Regions from separate parts of the Mus musculus genome. Here all the other regions are linked to region 3. A link is a contact called in public HiCAR-type, HiChIP or PLAC-seq and promoter capture Hi-C data. All regions are on one chromosome and are shown on one strand. Each heading gives the region's core, a stretch centred on a gene start, on an enhancer-like site or on the middle of the called end of the contact. The rest is flanking DNA. Distances are from core to core; before and after follow the strand shown.

What was found. Promoter capture Hi-C pulls out the DNA fragments that hold promoters and counts their contacts. HiCAR-type assays count read pairs that join an accessible place to other places. HiChIP or PLAC-seq counts read pairs in DNA pulled down with a chosen protein or histone mark. Capture Hi-C pulls out chosen DNA fragments and counts their contacts.
Region 1: a contact with region 3 is called in an H3K27ac HiChIP or PLAC-seq map of extraembryonic endoderm stem cells, with 12 times the contacts expected there. The contact joins the enhancer-like site here to the promoter of Nuf2 in region 3. A contact is called at or near these places in 2 of 39 promoter capture datasets (liver and pre-B cells) and 2 of 115 datasets of contacts at active chromatin or transcription factors (extraembryonic endoderm stem cells and trophoblast stem cells).
Region 2: a promoter capture Hi-C map of liver shows a contact between it and region 3, with 3 times the contacts expected there. The contact joins the enhancer-like site here to the promoter of Nuf2 in region 3. A contact is called at or near these places in 4 of 39 promoter capture datasets (3T3-L1-derived adipocytes, hippocampal neurons, liver and 1 more) and 1 of 115 datasets of contacts at active chromatin or transcription factors (large pre-B cells).
Region 4: a HiCAR-type map of astrocytes shows a contact between it and region 3, with 8 times the contacts expected there. The contact joins the promoter of Mgst3 here to the promoter of Nuf2 in region 3. A contact is called at or near these places in 4 of 39 promoter capture datasets (3T3-L1-derived adipocytes, hippocampal neurons, liver and 1 more), 1 of 484 Hi-C or Micro-C datasets (macrophages), 3 of 115 datasets of contacts at active chromatin or transcription factors (astrocytes, large pre-B cells and stem cell-derived neural progenitor cells) and 1 of 9 other capture datasets (liver).
Region 5: a promoter capture Hi-C map of pre-B cells shows a contact between it and region 3, with 8 times the contacts expected there. The contact joins the promoter of Tmco1 here to the promoter of Nuf2 in region 3. A contact is called at or near these places in 7 of 39 promoter capture datasets (the C10 cell line, hippocampal neurons, liver and 2 more), 1 of 484 Hi-C or Micro-C datasets (CD8 T cells), 2 of 115 datasets of contacts at active chromatin or transcription factors (astrocytes and large pre-B cells) and 1 of 9 other capture datasets (liver).
Region 6: a contact with region 3 is called in a promoter capture Hi-C map of liver, with 4 times the contacts expected there. The contact joins the promoter of Pigm here to the promoter of Nuf2 in region 3. A contact is called at or near these places in 3 of 39 promoter capture datasets (erythroid cells, liver and pre-B cells) and 1 of 9 other capture datasets (liver).

The regions. Positions count from the first base shown.
Region 1 is chr1:167,270,267-167,272,966 of GRCm38.p6, forward strand. All of the region lies in intron 1 of Uck2 (uridine-cytidine kinase 2), which reads right to left. Among named protein-coding and RNA genes, the nearest start is that of Gm46170, 4.8 kb to the left of the region's middle. Within about 2 kb of position 1,300, at least 256 of the 459 cell types and tissues checked have an H3K27ac peak or open chromatin away from gene starts, as enhancers often do. A contact at or near this core is called in extraembryonic endoderm stem cells, liver and trophoblast stem cells, where this site is marked.
Region 2 is chr1:167,373,353-167,376,052 of GRCm38.p6, forward strand. It overlaps Mgst3 (microsomal glutathione S-transferase 3), which reads right to left. Exons shown (of 6, transcript NM_025569.2): 4 at 2,100-2,157; 5 at 441-513. Among named protein-coding and RNA genes, the nearest start is that of Mgst3, 19 kb to the right of the region's middle. Within about 2 kb of position 1,294, at least 63 of the 459 cell types and tissues checked have an H3K27ac peak or open chromatin away from gene starts, as enhancers often do. A contact at or near this core is called in liver, where this site is marked.
Region 3 is chr1:169,530,172-169,532,871 of GRCm38.p6, forward strand. Nuf2 (NUF2, NDC80 kinetochore complex component) reads right to left here and starts at 1,293. Exons shown (of 15, transcript NM_001355159.1): 1 at 1,151-1,293. Gm34624 (a long non-coding RNA gene) reads left to right here and starts at 1,406. Exons shown (of 3, transcript XR_373698.2): 1 at 1,406-1,926.
Region 4 is chr1:167,392,467-167,395,166 of GRCm38.p6, forward strand. Mgst3 (microsomal glutathione S-transferase 3) reads right to left here and starts at 1,375. Exons shown (of 6, transcript NM_025569.2): 1 at 1,285-1,375.
Region 5 is chr1:167,307,292-167,309,991 of GRCm38.p6, forward strand. Tmco1 (transmembrane and coiled-coil domains 1) reads left to right here and starts at 1,379. Exons shown (of 7, transcript NM_001039483.1): 1 at 1,379-1,642; 2 at 2,015-2,092. The coding sequence starts at 1,573.
Region 6 is chr1:172,375,153-172,377,852 of GRCm38.p6, forward strand. Pigm (phosphatidylinositol glycan anchor biosynthesis, class M) reads left to right here and starts at 1,379. Exons shown (of 1, transcript NM_026234.4): 1 at 1,379-2,700. The coding sequence starts at 1,547.

The sequences.
Region 1 (2,700 bases), core at 50-2,549, 2.3 Mb before region 3:
AGCCTGGCTAAGATTCCAAGAGAGATTCACAAGTGGAACGGAGGGGATGGGCAGCCTGGATGGACAGACTGACGGGGGGGGGGGGTGGGGGTGACAGCAGCAAGGTGTCTCTCCCGAGTAGCTGAAGGGAAGGTTGCAGGTGGGACTGGCAGGATTCCAGGTCTCACACACTGAGTGGAAATGCAGGGTGACAGCTGAGGACACGGGAAGGGGGCTCGGGACAAGTGATGACTGAGCAGACTCCAGAAGGGAGACGCGCAGTGAGCCAAGGAGCTTCAGAGGCGGGACCCAAGCCCAAGAAGAAAGAATACACAAAGCAACCGAGAGAACAATGGGAGGCAGGAAGCCAGCAGCAGCCTGAGGGCGGAGGTTGGGGCTGGGGTGGGGGTGCACAGTAGACCGGTGGTTCTCGATCAGTGGGTCTCGACCCCCCTGGGGGAGGTAGGGTGACTATTTCACAGGGGCTGACTATCAGATATCCTGCTTAACAGATATTTACACTACAACTCATAACAGTAGCAACAAACATAGTTTTAAGGTTGCGAGTCACCCCAACACCACCACAGTTTGCAGCACTGGGAAGGTTATGGGCCACTGCAGTAGACGCGTCCTAGAGGAAACAGCACAGTCACGTGATGCAGAAAGGTGAGCTCGGCAAGCAATGGCTTCACAGGATCCAGAGACTGGGGGGGAGGGGTGGCAGGGGAGGGTGATTACACTTAAATCCCGCAAGGAAGACTTCCCCATTAAACTCTCTCCAGCTCCTCTTGATCTGCCCAGAGCTTACTCACGTGGCACTCTCTGACACCTCAGAGATCCCCAGCGCACAGTCAACCTTCACATCACATTACCAACTGAGGAGTGCCTGGCTGAGAATGGAAGCGCCCTCTTCCTTCAGGAGTAAGACATAGTCAATGGTTCGGGGGTCATTACGGTTTGTGTTGTATGTATCAGGGTCTTGCTATATATTCCAAAGTATATCCCCCAATTAAGCCTGGCAGTGGTGGCACATGCCTTTGATCCCAGCTCTCCAAAGGGAGAGGCAGGAGGATTGAGCCAGGGCTATACAAAGGAACCCTGTCTGGGTGGAGAGGGAGGTATTCCCCAATAAAACAAATAAGTACTGGGAATATGTTTAACAATAGACTGATCAGAGAGGCTGTTCTGGCAGCACACACACTGTAGAACATGAAGGCAGGTAACAGGAGGGCGATTGTTCCCGGTTTAGACACCACTGTGTATACACTGGGGCCGGTGTTCTCACAAGCCAGACCTTATCTCCTTTTCACAGATGTAGGGATGAGGTCAAAAGAACCAGATTAAAAACAGGCCAAGACAGGCCAGGAACTGGAGCCTGACAGAGTACAAGGCCTATGTTCCCTGTCCCCAACTCACCTGAAAACACTTTTGCCACAAGCCTGCGAGGTCTCCACCCTAACTGGGCACAGTGACCGATGCCATAAAAGCTTCCATTGGATTACAATGGAAGACCTCAAATCTCACAGTGAACACAATCCCCTGGAAGGCCTGGTGGTGTCCTCAGTGCGGGTGCATCCATCTGGGGAAACAAAGGGTCAACCCAGCTGCAGTGCTCTGGGGACTGGGGACAGCAGACCAGGAAGGTCCTGCGGCTTGCTCTTCCTCCAGAATGGTGTTCATGCCTCCCTCATTCAAATAGGGCGTATTGCTCCATAATGTTCTGCTCTCAAATGTTGGCTTTCCCCACAGAAGCGACAGAGTAGGGGAAATGCAGTCGGTGGCTAATCAAAACACCATGTTTGACCTCCAGAGATCAATAAGTCGTGAGAGCTATGGCACAGCTCCAGGACCAGTCTCCAAAATGGGACTTCCTCAGACAACCAAATATGGAACACATAAGCGTCGTGGGCTCTCTCCTGAGACAGAACGGCCACACTGCTTCTGTGTGATGCTGCCCCCAGCACACCTAGCAGAAATGGGCTTGTGAAGCCCCCACACATGCTGCAGGCCACATGCAGCCCCCAGTTCCAACCCTGAGCTCTGAGTCCTAGTCAGAAGTAGGCATTACCAATAGGATCACAAGTCCATTTGTGTGGGGAGAAGGGTTGTTGGGACTGGATCTATTATGTAGCCCTGGGTGTCCCGGTACTCACTAGGTAGACCAGGCTGGCCCAAAGTCACAGAGATACCTGCTTCTTTCTGCCTCCTTATTGATGGGATTAAAGGTGTGCTCCACTAAAACTGGTAATATTTTATCTTCTAAGTTTAGTGTGTTGCTAGGCAATCAGGCATGCCTTCACTAGATCAGAGACTTTAAAAACACACTTTATAAAGCTGTGTGTCATTTTGTATGGCCTCCTTTGGATGATTACCATATTTATATGTATTATAATGATACATAATTATGTGTATTATAAACTTCTATAAGATCCTACTAAACACTGCTACTTAAAGTGTCCCTTTTTGATGAACGGAGCACAAAGCCTGTGTAAACTGTGAAACATGTATAATGTGCTTTCCATCCTATTAGATGTGCGACAGTGGGGCTGGATGGCTCAGTGGTTAAGAACGCTTATTGCACGGGGCGTTGTGGCGCACGCCTTTGATCCCAGCACTCGGGAGGCAGAGACAGGCGGATTTCTGAGTTCGAGGCCAGCCTGGTCTACAAAGTGAGTTCCAGGACAGCCAGGACTACACAGAGAAACCCTGTCTCGAAAAATA
Region 2 (2,700 bases), core at 44-2,543, 2.2 Mb before region 3:
CCCCATTTCTTCCTCCACCTTTAAATCCCAAACCAAGAGTTAAAATACAGTAACAATATTTAAAATTTGGCTGGGCGGTGATTTGTGAGTTCGAGGCAGGCACATCTCTGTGAGTTCAAGGCCAGCCTGGTCTATAAGGTGAGTTCCAGGGCAGCCAGAGCTACACAGTCTTAAAAAAAAAAAAAAAAAAAAAAAACCTAAAATAAAGTAAAAATAAAAAATAAATAAAATTTGTTTTGGGGGCAGAAGAGATGGCTCAGTGGTTAGGAACACCTGCTGCTCTTGCAGCGGGCCAGAATTCAGTCATCAGCACCCATGTTAGGTGGCTTGCACCTGAAACTGCAGCTCCAGGGGTGGGCTGGTGCACACAGGTACATAATACATATTAAAGAAGATAAATCTAAAATGCATTTCCTTGGCGGATGTCAGCATCTACTTACCTCCTGTGTAGTAGCCATATGCGTAAAGGACTCGCCCAATAATCCAGGCCAGGCCCAGGCCAGAAGCTATGCGCTAGGATGAAAGGACAGCACGATGTTTGCATTAAAGAAGCAGACCTCCATTAATTAATGCCTACAGCTGACAACACCTGTGTTGGCCAATGGTAATTTCATGCATTTGCTAATGTATTTCTCACAGAGTTAGGAAATCATGGGGTTATTCGTCTCAGTCAGGAAAATTGAAGACCCGTGGTTGTCTACAATGGCATGCTCAATGGCAAGGTGAATCCTAGCTTTCCTGATGGGAGGACTGTGGACCAGAAGGAACTTCCTTCTCAGGGCAACTGGGGGAACTGGTTCTGGAGCGCAGGTAAGAGCAGGCAGGCCTCAGGGTTCCAGGGTGAGTCAGAAGAGGAAACTCTGATATCTGAAATGGGACCCTGGGTCTCACACACTGACTGAACAGCTGCTGGGTTACACTGTCTGCAGGGACAATGCCTGGATGAAGCCAGTGCTGCAGCCTGCACCCAGTAGGGCTGGAGCTCCATGAGACAAGGTGAGAAAAAAATGTATAGCAAACCCATGAATATGTGTACCTAGAGGGCAAAGGGCTCCCCATTCCCAACACTCCTGACAGGAGAGGGTAAAGGCTTATGAAGGTTGAGACACCCTTCTCTTCCATTCATCCCGAGTAACCCCACTTCCCAGACAGAATAAGAAGGAGCTAAGGTTGGCGCAGGGTGAGCCGCTAGTGTTATGGGCGGTGCTGGTTGCTATGGGCGGTGCTGGTTGCTATGGGAGGATTTGCATGAACTGACTCCGGATGAGAAGTCTCCGGCGGGAGGATGAAGTTCAACTATCGATAGAGCCCCAGTTACTCTCTATTTTAGCTTAGTCTCTGCCAGGCCGTTCTTCTCTACAGTGCTGCGTAATTGCTAGCAATTTTGGGTCAATGTTTTTGGGCTGTTTTCAGTTGTACAGGTGCCCGCCTGTCCTGTCCACTGCTATAACCTCAGGTGTGACTAATGACTGCGTGCCTTCTGGATGCCGGGTGCTACAGACAGACAGACACCTGCAGTTCCTTCTTCCTCATCGCTTGTGAGTTTGCTTAACTGTCACCTCAGTAAGAGCCCCGACCCTGGCCACACTCCTCATCATCTCTGAGCCCCACACTCCTGTCCTGCCTCCTAACAGTTTGCTACTGGGCACTCAGCACTTTCTAACATACTTCACTTATGACCCCAATTAAAGGAAAGGCTGATTAATCCAGGCGTCTGCCTGTCTTGTTCACTGCTGTAACCTTGGGTGTGGGTAGATGTTTGTTTTTTGCATAGGTGAATGAGGAAAGCAAATCCACTCCCTGTGGACACAAACCTTTCAGAAATAGATGGACCTGGGGTCAAAGTTCACGCTTCTGGGGCTCAGCTGACCCCATGAAAGTTAAATAGTGGCTAAGAGGCTTCTCCTCTCTCTAAGAAAACTAGGTGAGATCTGCCTACTTTAAAGCAAACCTCATAATAACTCAGTAAATAAAATCCTTTTAAATAAGTGCTGCTTGACCCCAGGCTCCTCATTCCAGGTTCCTCTCCTTCTCCCTGTGCCCTGGGTAGCTCGGGGGAACCACATCTAAATGGATGAACAGCCCCAGAAGAAACTTACCGGGTGGTAAACACCTCCCACCGTTAGGAAAAACAGGAAGGGAGGGTACACCTCCAACCTGGAATGGACAGAAGGTAGCTTTTAAAACAGTATTTTCAAGTCTGGCAGTGGTGGCTCACACCTTTAATCCCGATACTGGGGAGGCAGAGGCAGAGGCAGAGGCAGGAGGATCTCTGTGAATTTGAGGACAGCCTGGTCTACAGAGTGAGCTCCAGGACAGGCAAGGCTATGTAGAGAAATCCTGTCTTGAAAAACAAAAACACCCCCCCACCCCCGCCCAAAAAAAAAAAAACCCCACCACCACCAACAAAATTTCCTCATGGATGTCTGTCCAGAACTTTAAGGACTTATAAGGAACTCCACTTTCATGTTGGAAGGTTAGAAGCTCAAGTACAAACTCTGGCTGAAGGGAGATGTGCTCACCAGGACCCACCTGCTTTTGCTCTAGCTGAGAGTAAAAGAACTTCTCGTCCTACAGACTCATGTGGAAGTCTCAGATTGGGAAAGTCTCCTAAGGGACGCTCAGTCTGAAATGTCCCATAGGCTCACGTGTTCCGACACTTGTCTCTACTTAGTAGCACTGTTTTTGTAGGTTGTGGGA
Region 3 (2,700 bases), core at 43-2,542:
AATACGGGGAAGGCTTTGTGTTACACCCACGTAGATCCAGGTACATTCAGCTCCCTGACTTTTGGATTATGATATTTTCGCCTTTTGATAAATGGTTCTTGGTTTAATCCAGAGATGGTGGCGCAATGGAGATACATAAAAAATTGGCAAGCATTCAAACAAGTCACACTGACGCCATTCTTGTGGCTCATGCCCGTAAAGTCAGCACTTGAGAGATGGGAGGTGAGAGACTCCCAGGACTCATAGGAAGGGACCTTTGATGAAATGCCCGGCAGTAGGGAGAGGGAACTTATAGAGCCCACCTCCAGCAGAAAGACAGGACATCAAGTGAGGGATGGGGTTGCCATCCCACTGTCACACCTCTGACCCATAATTGTTTCTCTCTGAAAGAATTCCAGGGATGGAAATGGAGAGGAGCCTGTGAAAAAGAAGGTCCAGTGACAGGCCCAAAGTGGGATCCAGCTCAAGGGGCAGTCCCAAGGCCTGACACTACTACTGAGGCTATGAAGCGCTCACAAAAAGGGATCTAACATGACTGCCCTCCGAAAGACCCAACAAGCAGCTGAAAGAGTCAGATGCAGATATTTGCACCCAACCAATGGACAGAAGCAGCTGATCCCTGTTGTTGAATTAGGGATGGCTGAAAGAAGCTGAGGAGGACGATCCTGTAAGGGGACTAGCAATCTCAATTAATCTGGATCCCTGAGATCTCTCAAACACTGGACCACCAAACAGACAGCATACACCAGCAGATATGAGGCCCCCAACACACATAGAGGACTGCCGGGTCTGTGTTCATTCAGAGATGATACACCTAACCCTCAAGAGAGTGGAGGCCCCAGGGAGTTTAGAGATCAGGTGGGGTGGGGGCATCCATGTGGAGACAGGGTGGGGAGGGGAGGAGTTTGGGATGTGGATCAGTCGGAGGGTGGATGGGGAGGGGCGGGGAATGGAATATGAAGTGTAAAAAAATTGAATTACAAATAAAGTTAAATAAATAAATAAAAAAAGGCTAGTCTCAGGAATATAGGGGTTCGAGACCAACCTGGGATAGATGAGCCTGTCAAATCAACACACAAGTTAGTAAACCCAGATGCCCCGATCCTTGGCCTTGCACCCGGCCCTCCAACGCTCACCCGCTCAAACTCACCTGGAGGCCTAGCAGCTCACGGAAAAACAGTTAAAAACCGAGCGTCCAACCGAAAGCCGCTGACCGTTGTCATTTTTCAAACCGGCCGCCTTTTTTTGTGAGGCCGGCCCCTTTCCGCACAGCGCGCTTCCTTCGCGACGGATGCCGAGAAGGCTCAGAAGACCCACGGTGGGTGGGACTTGACGAGTTGCGCAGCGAGCCAGGCTCCAGATCAGCGGAATCATTCTTCAGGGTTATAGTTTCTAGCCGGAACCGCGATTCCGCCAGACCAGGAAGCGCAGCAGTTAGGGGGAGGAGTTCCGGGATGTGTTTACCGGGTTGTCCCAGACTGGAACTTTGCCTTCAGCGTACCTGATAGCGAGCAGGCAGACAGACGGTTTCTAGCCCCTTCTCTTAGGCTCAGAGAGTAACAGGCAATAGAGGATGTGTTGTTCCCAAATTAATCAAAGGCATTATAGAGAATCCAGGAGTAGTAGTAACAGTCTTACTGTTTGATAAGCATTGATGGGGTCAAATTTTGACCTCACTGGATATTTGTACACATCATTTCTCCTTAGGTCCATGAAAGCTTGAGGGCGGGGCAGCGAATGGATGGATAGACATTGTTAAGGACGTCCAATTTAAATCTTTAATTTACTCACTTTGAGGACTCAATATAGGATAATAAATCTAGAAGCATAAACGTACTGGAATATGATTCTACACTTGCCAAACATGAGCAAAACCACTAGTTCATCTCATCGGTGAGCCATTTCTGTGGCTTACTGACATTACAGGTAACAAAGAATATACAGAACTCTCTATTCACGGGTGTTTTAATATCCTTTGAGTACCTTTACTACTTGATTTTTTTAATAAATAGGTAAGATTTTAATTGTTATATTCTTGAGCCAATATTATAGAACATAGTTTCATATAAGTAGATGGAACATGGCTACACTGAAAATACAGTACAATTTAACATGGAGAATTCTGGCAACGTAGCTTTATATCCGGTTTATTCACTGGGCGGCGCTGCTGCATTGATTTTAACATTACTGAGAATTTCATTCCATTTCTTTCCAGTAATCAAAACTACAGAGATAAACATCGGACACAATGTTCTGGATTAAAAATTTTTTTTTTCTAAATTTATGGGCTTTAAAGTACATGTTTACAGTCCTGGCTTAAGAAGAAAAATAGCATTGAATTCAAGTAGTTGTCTGCATTTTATTTCTCTCTAATCATTCTTGTTAATCTGTTTGCCTCTTCAGTCACGTTCATCTTTAGGAAAGATTTTGGAAATTGAGCTATACATTTGAAATACTTTATGCAGTACTAGTCTGAAACTGTAAAATACCTAACATTCGCTGTTTGTGGTGAACTCTAAATAAATACAAGGAACCACAGACCTGGCATTGTGCTTTAACCCCTTAAAATACTTTCCTCAACGTGTACATGAAGTTATATTATTTTAATGTAGTTTATATAAACACCATTCTGAATCATCAGTCAAACATATTTAATATCATGAAAATACTTGCTCAGTGTTTTTATTAATTCAAATTTTA
Region 4 (2,700 bases), core at 125-2,624, 2.1 Mb before region 3:
ATGTACTTCCCAGGGTGAAAGCACATGTTTGGATTTCAGATGTTAGTTTTATTTAACTCCTTAGATAAATTTAGCTCCTGTGAGAATAAACAATTCTGGATCCCCTGACTCAAGACAGTATACTCTCATTATGGACACACTGAAAGAAAACACACCGGGTAACCCTGACTAATAACCTTGGCTGCTTCCGGGAAACTGCAGTCTGCAGGTGCCCTACAGATTCCCGCAGGGAAGCCCTGGTTTCTGCTACTACCTTAAAATCTGCAGCAGACCCTGCAAGGCCACACCTAAGCCACCAGTACAGGCAACAGAGCAGAGAGCTGGTTGCTCTCTGGGGCACCTCCTTTCCCTAGTTAAGGGATTCAAGTCCCAACCCGCAGCGCAGCGTTGCTTTCCTACCCATCCGACCATCTGTCTCTGCTTTTCCTCTACTTCCTTTTCCGCACTGACTTGTACCCTAGGCTACTTGCAGACTGGTGCCTCCCAAGCAAAGAATTAACAGAAACCACAACCTCGGGAGTGACTCAGTGTCTCTTACTCCCTTCCACCACCCTGCAGGTGCCCCACCCTGTGGTTCTGGGTCTCCCTGTAGCGACACAAGATAAGTAAAGGGACACTTGCGGACATGTGAGTATGGGATGAATTAATATCCCACTCACTCTTCCCAAGAAGTCTCTTGCTATGAGGACAGAAGTAAGAAAATGACCCATATTCAGGTATCAATGCAAATATTTCTACGAGGCGAGAGGAAAACAAATGCAATTCCCTCTGAGACCCTCTCGAAGGATCCTAGCAACAAGACATCCATAGCAGGCGCGGCGCTTGCACGCCACTTATGAAACCTGTGCTAGATCAGGTACGAATGGCCAGTTCCCACTGCAGAGTTCCGGGCTCCTTTCTCTGTATTAACAGCTGCAGTGAGTAAGGTCAGGTGGTCTCTTGAAGGCCGAAAGAGGGAGCCCCAGGTCTTTACACAATTGGAATTAAGGAGGGGGAGGAAAATAAGGAATTGAGGATGAGCTGACCTTGAGAACCTCCCTGAGTTAGAGATAGCGAGGTAGGGGCCTCCCCGAGAAGCTCCTAAGCTACACCATCGGGGGGAGCATGCAGGGAGGGCGGAGGGCAGAGTGGGTAGAAATGCAGAGCTCAAATCGACCGATAAAGAAGGGAGGTTGGAGACCCCAATTCCGTTCCAAGTGACTGAGATACCGGTTGTGCATGTGCAGGCATTCAGGTGTCCCAGTGAAGCTAAAGCTCCTGCAGCTCGCAGCTGCCAGCACTTACCTGGCTCACCTTCGTGCGCCTGGTACAGACCTGAGAAGCACAGCAGTGCCTAGGTGCGGCTCTAGCTGTCCCGCAGGACCCGCCCCACTCCGCCCCGCCCCGCGCGGCCACGCCCTCGGGACCGCCCCCGAGACCGCCTCTGACTTTGGCGGTTCTAGCTGTTTCTTAAACTAGACTGCATTTTTTCCCTGTGTCGGGTAGCCCGCATATCTACTTTTCCGGCTCCCCAGTGTATATATTTGCTCTACTCTCCAAGTATCTTTTCGTGACTACAGTATTAAATTGCTCCTAGAGATTTGTTCTGCTTGGTTGGAACAGAAGCGACAGTAACGCGTTAGTAATTTGTCCCCGGCAGGGCACTGTAACTCAGCTTGCTGCGCGTGCGCAGAAAGTAGAGCGTAGTTTATGGAGAGCTTGGGGTGGGTGGGGAAGGCGTGTGTCTCACTTTTGGACTCTCTTGGGGAGGGGGCGTTTGAAACTGTGGGAGTTCCCTTAGCCTGCGCCGTTGGCGCGTACCTCAGCTCTGCCTACACGGTGCACCGCACCCATTCTCTCTCCCCCAGCCCCACAGGCGGGCTCCTATGGCTTGGCTCGCCCAGGTATTTCTTCCCGGACCCCGGCACAAACTTAACAAAGAGCACAGGCGCACCCTCTTGTGCCACCTCGCGGCGGCCTCCAGGAGAGCCTTGGATAGGACCTACTAAGCAGAAGCAGACCTTGACTGCTAATTTCTATAAGTTCTGCTTTAAACCGGTCGCAGAAAGCACCGAAGCTATCTGCTACTTTTTTTTTTTTTTTTTTTTTTTGCCCCGCGTTTCTGAAATGCCCTAAGAAACTTAACATGCTACGACCTAAGAAACTAGGTCAGACAGTGCATACCTTTTAATGTCTCTCCCCTCCTTCCTCACAAACACCAGAGAATAAGTTTATTCTGTAGCCAAATATGAGTGACCATGGCCTGCAGTGGCCAACTGTAATTTCGTGAACTTCTAGTAACAGAACCAAAGAAATTCCTAAGTCAAGTTCCCTTTCTTGTACGTTGGGAACGGGTGGTGGTGGGGGCATCAGGTGTGCAGATTATAGCAAAGCCTGGAATAAGATCTCAGATATTGTCTGATGACATTCTTTGTCTTGAGTTCGTAGAGGCTAGTGGCAGGTTTGTACTCTCTGAAATGATTTGAGTGATAGGTCCGAGATAGCTGTTCAAATACATAAATGACTAGTAAGGATGTTAAAGCTAGCTTGATTGGCTGAAGGTTTCCACCCCTCCACAATCACCAAAATTTTAATCAGTACAATTTTTAAGATTTTCGGATCTTTAGCACAGCTTGCATACCCTTCCTTTCTTCCACCTGTCTTTCTCCCTCACAGCCCAGGTGTGCCTCAAGTTCATATTGCCATGTAGCTCACACTGGT
Region 5 (2,700 bases), core at 129-2,628, 2.2 Mb before region 3:
CCTCTGCCTCCCAAGTGCTGGGATTAAAGGCGTGCACCACCACCGCCTGGCTTCTGAAGCTTTTCTGAATCCTCCGTGAAGAATCGGTCTTGCGCTCTCAACACTTTAGCTATAATTCTATCTTACTATGGCGTACAATTTCCCTGGGGAATTTTGGAACCAAGGAATCTTATCTTGCTCCATCTTACAGGGCCCAGTACTGTTCCTGACATATATTTAATGTCTATTAAAGACGTATATTTATAGTTATATCTTTATTTAATAGACATATATTTAATATCTATTAAAGGAGTCCTGGATAAATATAAGGCAAGAGAAACTAAAAAGGTAATGCTACAGAAGATTTATAAATTGTGTGCAGTGAAATTTGGAAGAACAATGACAGAAAATGGAAGTCAAACTGGGCATGGTGGCACAGTTATGGAAAGCTAGGACAGGGGGGTCTCTTGAGTGCTCCAGGTCAACCAGGGCTCCATAGTGCAACCCTGTCTCAAAAAAACACAAGGACGCACAAAGGAAGACTTCTGAGTTTTCTTGAGGAAAAAGAGCAGATCTGAGAATTGGGAGGAATCGAGTGCTCTTATATCAAGGCCTTCCCGTCATTTTCTCGCCCCGCTTGCACACGGTAATTTACAGTCCATCACGGAGGACATCTGAGTGTATGAGGCTCTCTCAAGACATCCTACTTTTACACACCACACCTTTTTCTATCCCCGTGTCCGTCCCCCCCCAACCCCCCGGCTGTTTTTTTTTTTCTTTCTTTCTTTTTTTTTTCGAGACAGGGTTTCTCTGTATAGCCCTGGCTGTCCTGGAACTCACTCTGTAGACCAGGCTGGCCTCGAACTCAGAAATCGGCCTGCCTCTGCCTCCCAAGTGCTGGGATTAAAGGCGTGCGCCACCACCGCCCAGCCCCCAAAACACTTCTAACTCAAATTCAACGTTTTCACTTCTTCCCCTTCGACTGCGCCACCGTTCCTTCCAATAAAAGCCCGGCCGCAGCAAGCGAGTTGTGCAGCCCTTCTCCTCCAACGGCGTCCCCGGCATCATAAAGGCTGGTTTAACCAGCGCCCGAGGACTCCTCGACTCGGCTCGCCCAGCCCAGGACCGGGGCGAGCCCCCAGACCCTGACGCTCCGCACGCGGTGGCCTAACTTTTCGGCCACGGAGGCGGGGATGCGGGTGAAGTCCAGCCACCGTGTGACAGGGTTCTAGTGTGAGGTAGGCGATCGGGCTCGGAGAGCAGGTAACGCACTGCCGAGGTCGCAACGCCGCCGCCACCACACCGCCATCCTCCGACCGACCTGGCTTTCCAACTCTCGCGAGACCGGGCCTGGCGCGCGCCTTCGGCCCCCGAGACTTGCGCGTTGCCGCTCTCTCCCGACTATGGCGGCCAGACGGCGGGAGTGAAGCCTGTAGTTCCGGGTCGGCGCCCCGGAAGCGGAAGTGTAGACTCGGGGCTGTCAAAGTTGTAGCGCTCCTCGAGGGTCGGTCCCGCCACGTCTCTTCCCGGTCTCTCTGGCTCTGGAGTGCTTTCCCCCCGCGGAGGGTGGGAGCGCGGGGACAGACGGGCGAGATGAGCACCATGTTTGCAGACACGCTGCTCATCGTCTTTATCTCCGTGTGCACCGCGCTGCTCGCCGAGGGTGAGGGCGGCTGTTTCCTTGGACGTTTGATTAATCCCAGGGTGGAAGGGCACTGGGGTCCCTCGCACCCCATGAGCAAAGATCGGGAGCCTCACTCCCTGCGGCCTGCGTGGTCCGTTGCAAGAAATCCCGGGCTCATCCCCCTATAGAAGCAGGAGAGTAGTGTGGAGTCATACGTCCTGATTTTCTTTACGTATTTGTGGATACACTGAAAAAAACAAAACAAAACATGGGTTGATCTGACTTTGAAAAAAGTTACTGATAAGTATAGAGCAAAATGTCGAAATCCTTTTGTCTCCAATACTAACAATTAAAGATGGTTTGTTGTGATTTCCATTTATTTCTCATTAGCATGTTGCTTTTACTGTTTAGGCATAACCTGGGTCCTGGTTTACAGGACAGACAAATACAAGAGATTGAAGGCAGAAGTGGAAAAACAAAGTAAAAAATGTGAGTATGGTAAGACGGTGGACGGTTCAACACGGGAAGTTCAATGGGTGCATGTTCACAGTAACTAAGAGAGGAGTATACCAAGAATACTACAAGCCAGTGTTCCTTGTTAGGGCAACTGAAATCTCAACACTCAGGAGATGGACATGATTGTGAGTTCGCAGCTAGTGTGGGCTACATAGGGAGATTCATGTTACAAACAAAACCATACTCTAACTTGGTAAAGATAGAAATCAAAGACCTTTGTGCAGCATCTTTAATAAAGCTAAAAGGAATCTGGGTGTGGTAGAGCTCCAGATAGGGCAGGCCTGGTCTACATAGTGCATTCCAGGCTGGATCTACTTCCTGTCGAGACCTTGCCTAAAACGGGGGGGGGGGGGGGGGGGGCGGGGAGCTAAAGGGGAAAGGGGTCATGGCAGACACACACACACACACACACAGAGTCTTCATTCTAAAGAAGAGGTCCTGTTCTGTTGTGAGAGACTATGGAAGATCTCATGGTACAGATGGACCCAGTGCCTTGTGGATTAGTTAGAATGTAGATAGAAGATAAAAGAGGGAGAGGAAATTCTAGGGAAAGGAAAAATCACGTAAACATGGAGATTTGA
Region 6 (2,700 bases), core at 129-2,628, 2.8 Mb after region 3:
TAGTATGTCTGACAACTGGGAATAAGTCCTTAACAAATAACAATTATGATAATTTAGGCCACGTATACTGTGATAACACAGTATCATTCAAATAACTCTTGACAGGCTCGACTTCTAAGATCAAGCCAGACAGTCTGTGTCAGTTACCATGTGCCTGCAACTGTAATGCAAGGAAGTACAAAGAAATACATACTTTCTACTCTCAAGAACCCTACAATTTAGTTATAAGGTTATTTGAATGGTAATGTGTTATCACAGTATATTATGGGCAATGCATAGTAAAAAACCAATAGAGGTAGTTATTAATCTACACCATGTAATTACATCAAAGCACAGACATACCAGACTATGACTAGAGGTTAATACGGCTCACTCAAAGGATAAATGTGAAGTGTAGGATGAGAGATGTCTAGGCCGAATGGAGCCACTTCTATGGTAATCTAGAAGACATTCCCTAGGGGCAGGCTCAGTTTGTAAGATCAAGGCAGTCTGCGTCAGTTACCATGCGTCTGAGACTGTAATACATTACAAGAAAGTACAAAGAAATAAAGAAATACTTTCTACTCTCACGAACAATTTACTTGAAACTGAAAACATTGTAAAATAAAGTATGAAGTTCTTGGCCCGGCGTGGTGGCGCACGCCTTTAATCCCACCACTTGGGAGGCAGAGGCAGGCGAATTTCTGAGTTCGAGGCCAGCCTGGTCTACAGAGTGAGTTCCAAGACAGCCAGGACTATACAGAGAAATCCTGTCTCGAAAAACCAGAAAAAAAAAAAAAAAAGAGTATGAAGTTTTAAAAAGTCAATTATAAGTGCAGTAAGAAATCAGGAAAAGAATGAAAGAGTTGGAGTCTTTGGCAAGAAACTAATAGTGGTAGGGTGAACGGAGTGGGTTGACGGCCGATTTTGACCTAGTTGAAGAGTTCTTGAAAAGAACGGAGTTGACAGTACTCCAGGGGAGACAATCTAGACGTATTTCGGTAGGAGGAACCTTCTTATCAGGGTAAAAAGACTATTTTATTTTAGGCTTATTCTTTCCATCTGTATTTCCCACTCTCAGTCCTCCAAGCCAGTTGGGCGGGATGTAAGTAGCAGCAGGTAGCAGCTCACTGTGTTCAGCGTCCTCCTCCGTAGATCTGAGCTGGGAACGCGGAAGCTCTGGTTACTAAAAACAAAGTTCACCCAGGTCCCAGGTCCACGACATCTCAGCCACTCCGGGATTTCCGGACAGCGGAAGCGTCGCCAATAAGGGACCGGAAATCCCGCCTTCGCCGGAGGAAGCTGCGGACGCTAGACAGCCAATCCCGAGGAAGGCAATCGTTCCGCGGAGACAGCTGAGAGCCCGCGCGGGGCTGGAGGCCGGAAGTACCGTGGGGGCGGGACTTGGGGTGCCGGAAGTGATCATTCCTCGGTTCTTCCTGTCGGTGCTGTAGCAGAGGAGATGCTCCCGGCGGCTGAGAGGCGTCAGCCCGAGGACGGTTAGCGAGAGGGGCGCAGTGTGGACCCGGGGCCGGGCCGGGCCGGGCGGGTGGCCCGCACTCGGACCATGAGCTACCCCATGCACTGGGGGGAATGGATCCTGAACTTTCGGGTGCCGCCCGCCGGGGTGTTCGGCGTGGCCTTCCTGGCCCGGGTCGCCCTGGTTTTCTACGGTGTCTTCCAGGACCGGACTCTGCTGGTGAGGTACACCGACATAGACTACCACGTGTTCACGGACGCCGCGCGCTTCGTCACGGAAGGGCGCTCCCCGTACCTGCGGGCGACCTACCGCTACACCCCGCTCCTGAGCTGGCTCCTCACCCCCAACGTCTACCTCAGCGAACTCTTCGGCAAGTTTCTCTTCATCAGCTGCGATCTCCTCACCGCCTTCCTCCTGTACCGCCTGCTGCTGCTCAAGGGGCTGGGGCGCCGCCAAGCCTGTGGCTACTGCGTCTTCTGGCTTCTCAACCCTTTGCCCATGGCGGTGTCCAGCCGGGGCAACGCGGACTCCATCGTCGCCTCCCTGGTTCTCTCGACCCTGTACTTCATAGAGAAACGGCTCATCGCGTGCGCCGCGGTGTTCTATGGCTTCGCGGTGCACATGAAGATGTACCCGGTGACCTACATCCTCCCCATAGCGCTCCATCTGCGGCCCGAGCGCGACGATGACGAGCGTCTCCGGCAAGCCCGGTTCTCTTTCCAGGCTCGTTTGTACGACTTCCTGAGGAGGCTGTGTAGCTGGGCAGTGCTGCTTTTCGTAGCAGTTGCAGGGCTCACGTTTGTTGCCCTGAGCTTCGGTTTTTACTATAAGTACGGTTGGGAGTTTTTGGAGCACACCTACTTTTATCACCTAACTAGGAGGGATATCCGCCATAATTTCTCTCCGTACTTCTATATGCTGTATTTGACTGCCGAGAGCAAGTGGAGTTTTACTCTGGGGATTGCGGCGTTCCTGCCACAGTTCATCTTGCTGTCAGCCGCATCTTTCGCCTACTACAGAGACCTTGTCTTCTGCTGTTTCCTTCATACGTCCATTTTTGTGACTTTTAACAAAGTCTGCACCTCTCAGTACTTTCTTTGGTATCTCTGCCTTCTGCCTCTGGTGATGCCACTGGTGAGGATGCCTTGGAAAAGAGCCGTAGTCCTCTTACTGTTCTGGTTCATAGGACAGGCCTTATGGCTGGCTCCTGCATATGTTCTAGAGTTTCAAGGAAAGAACAC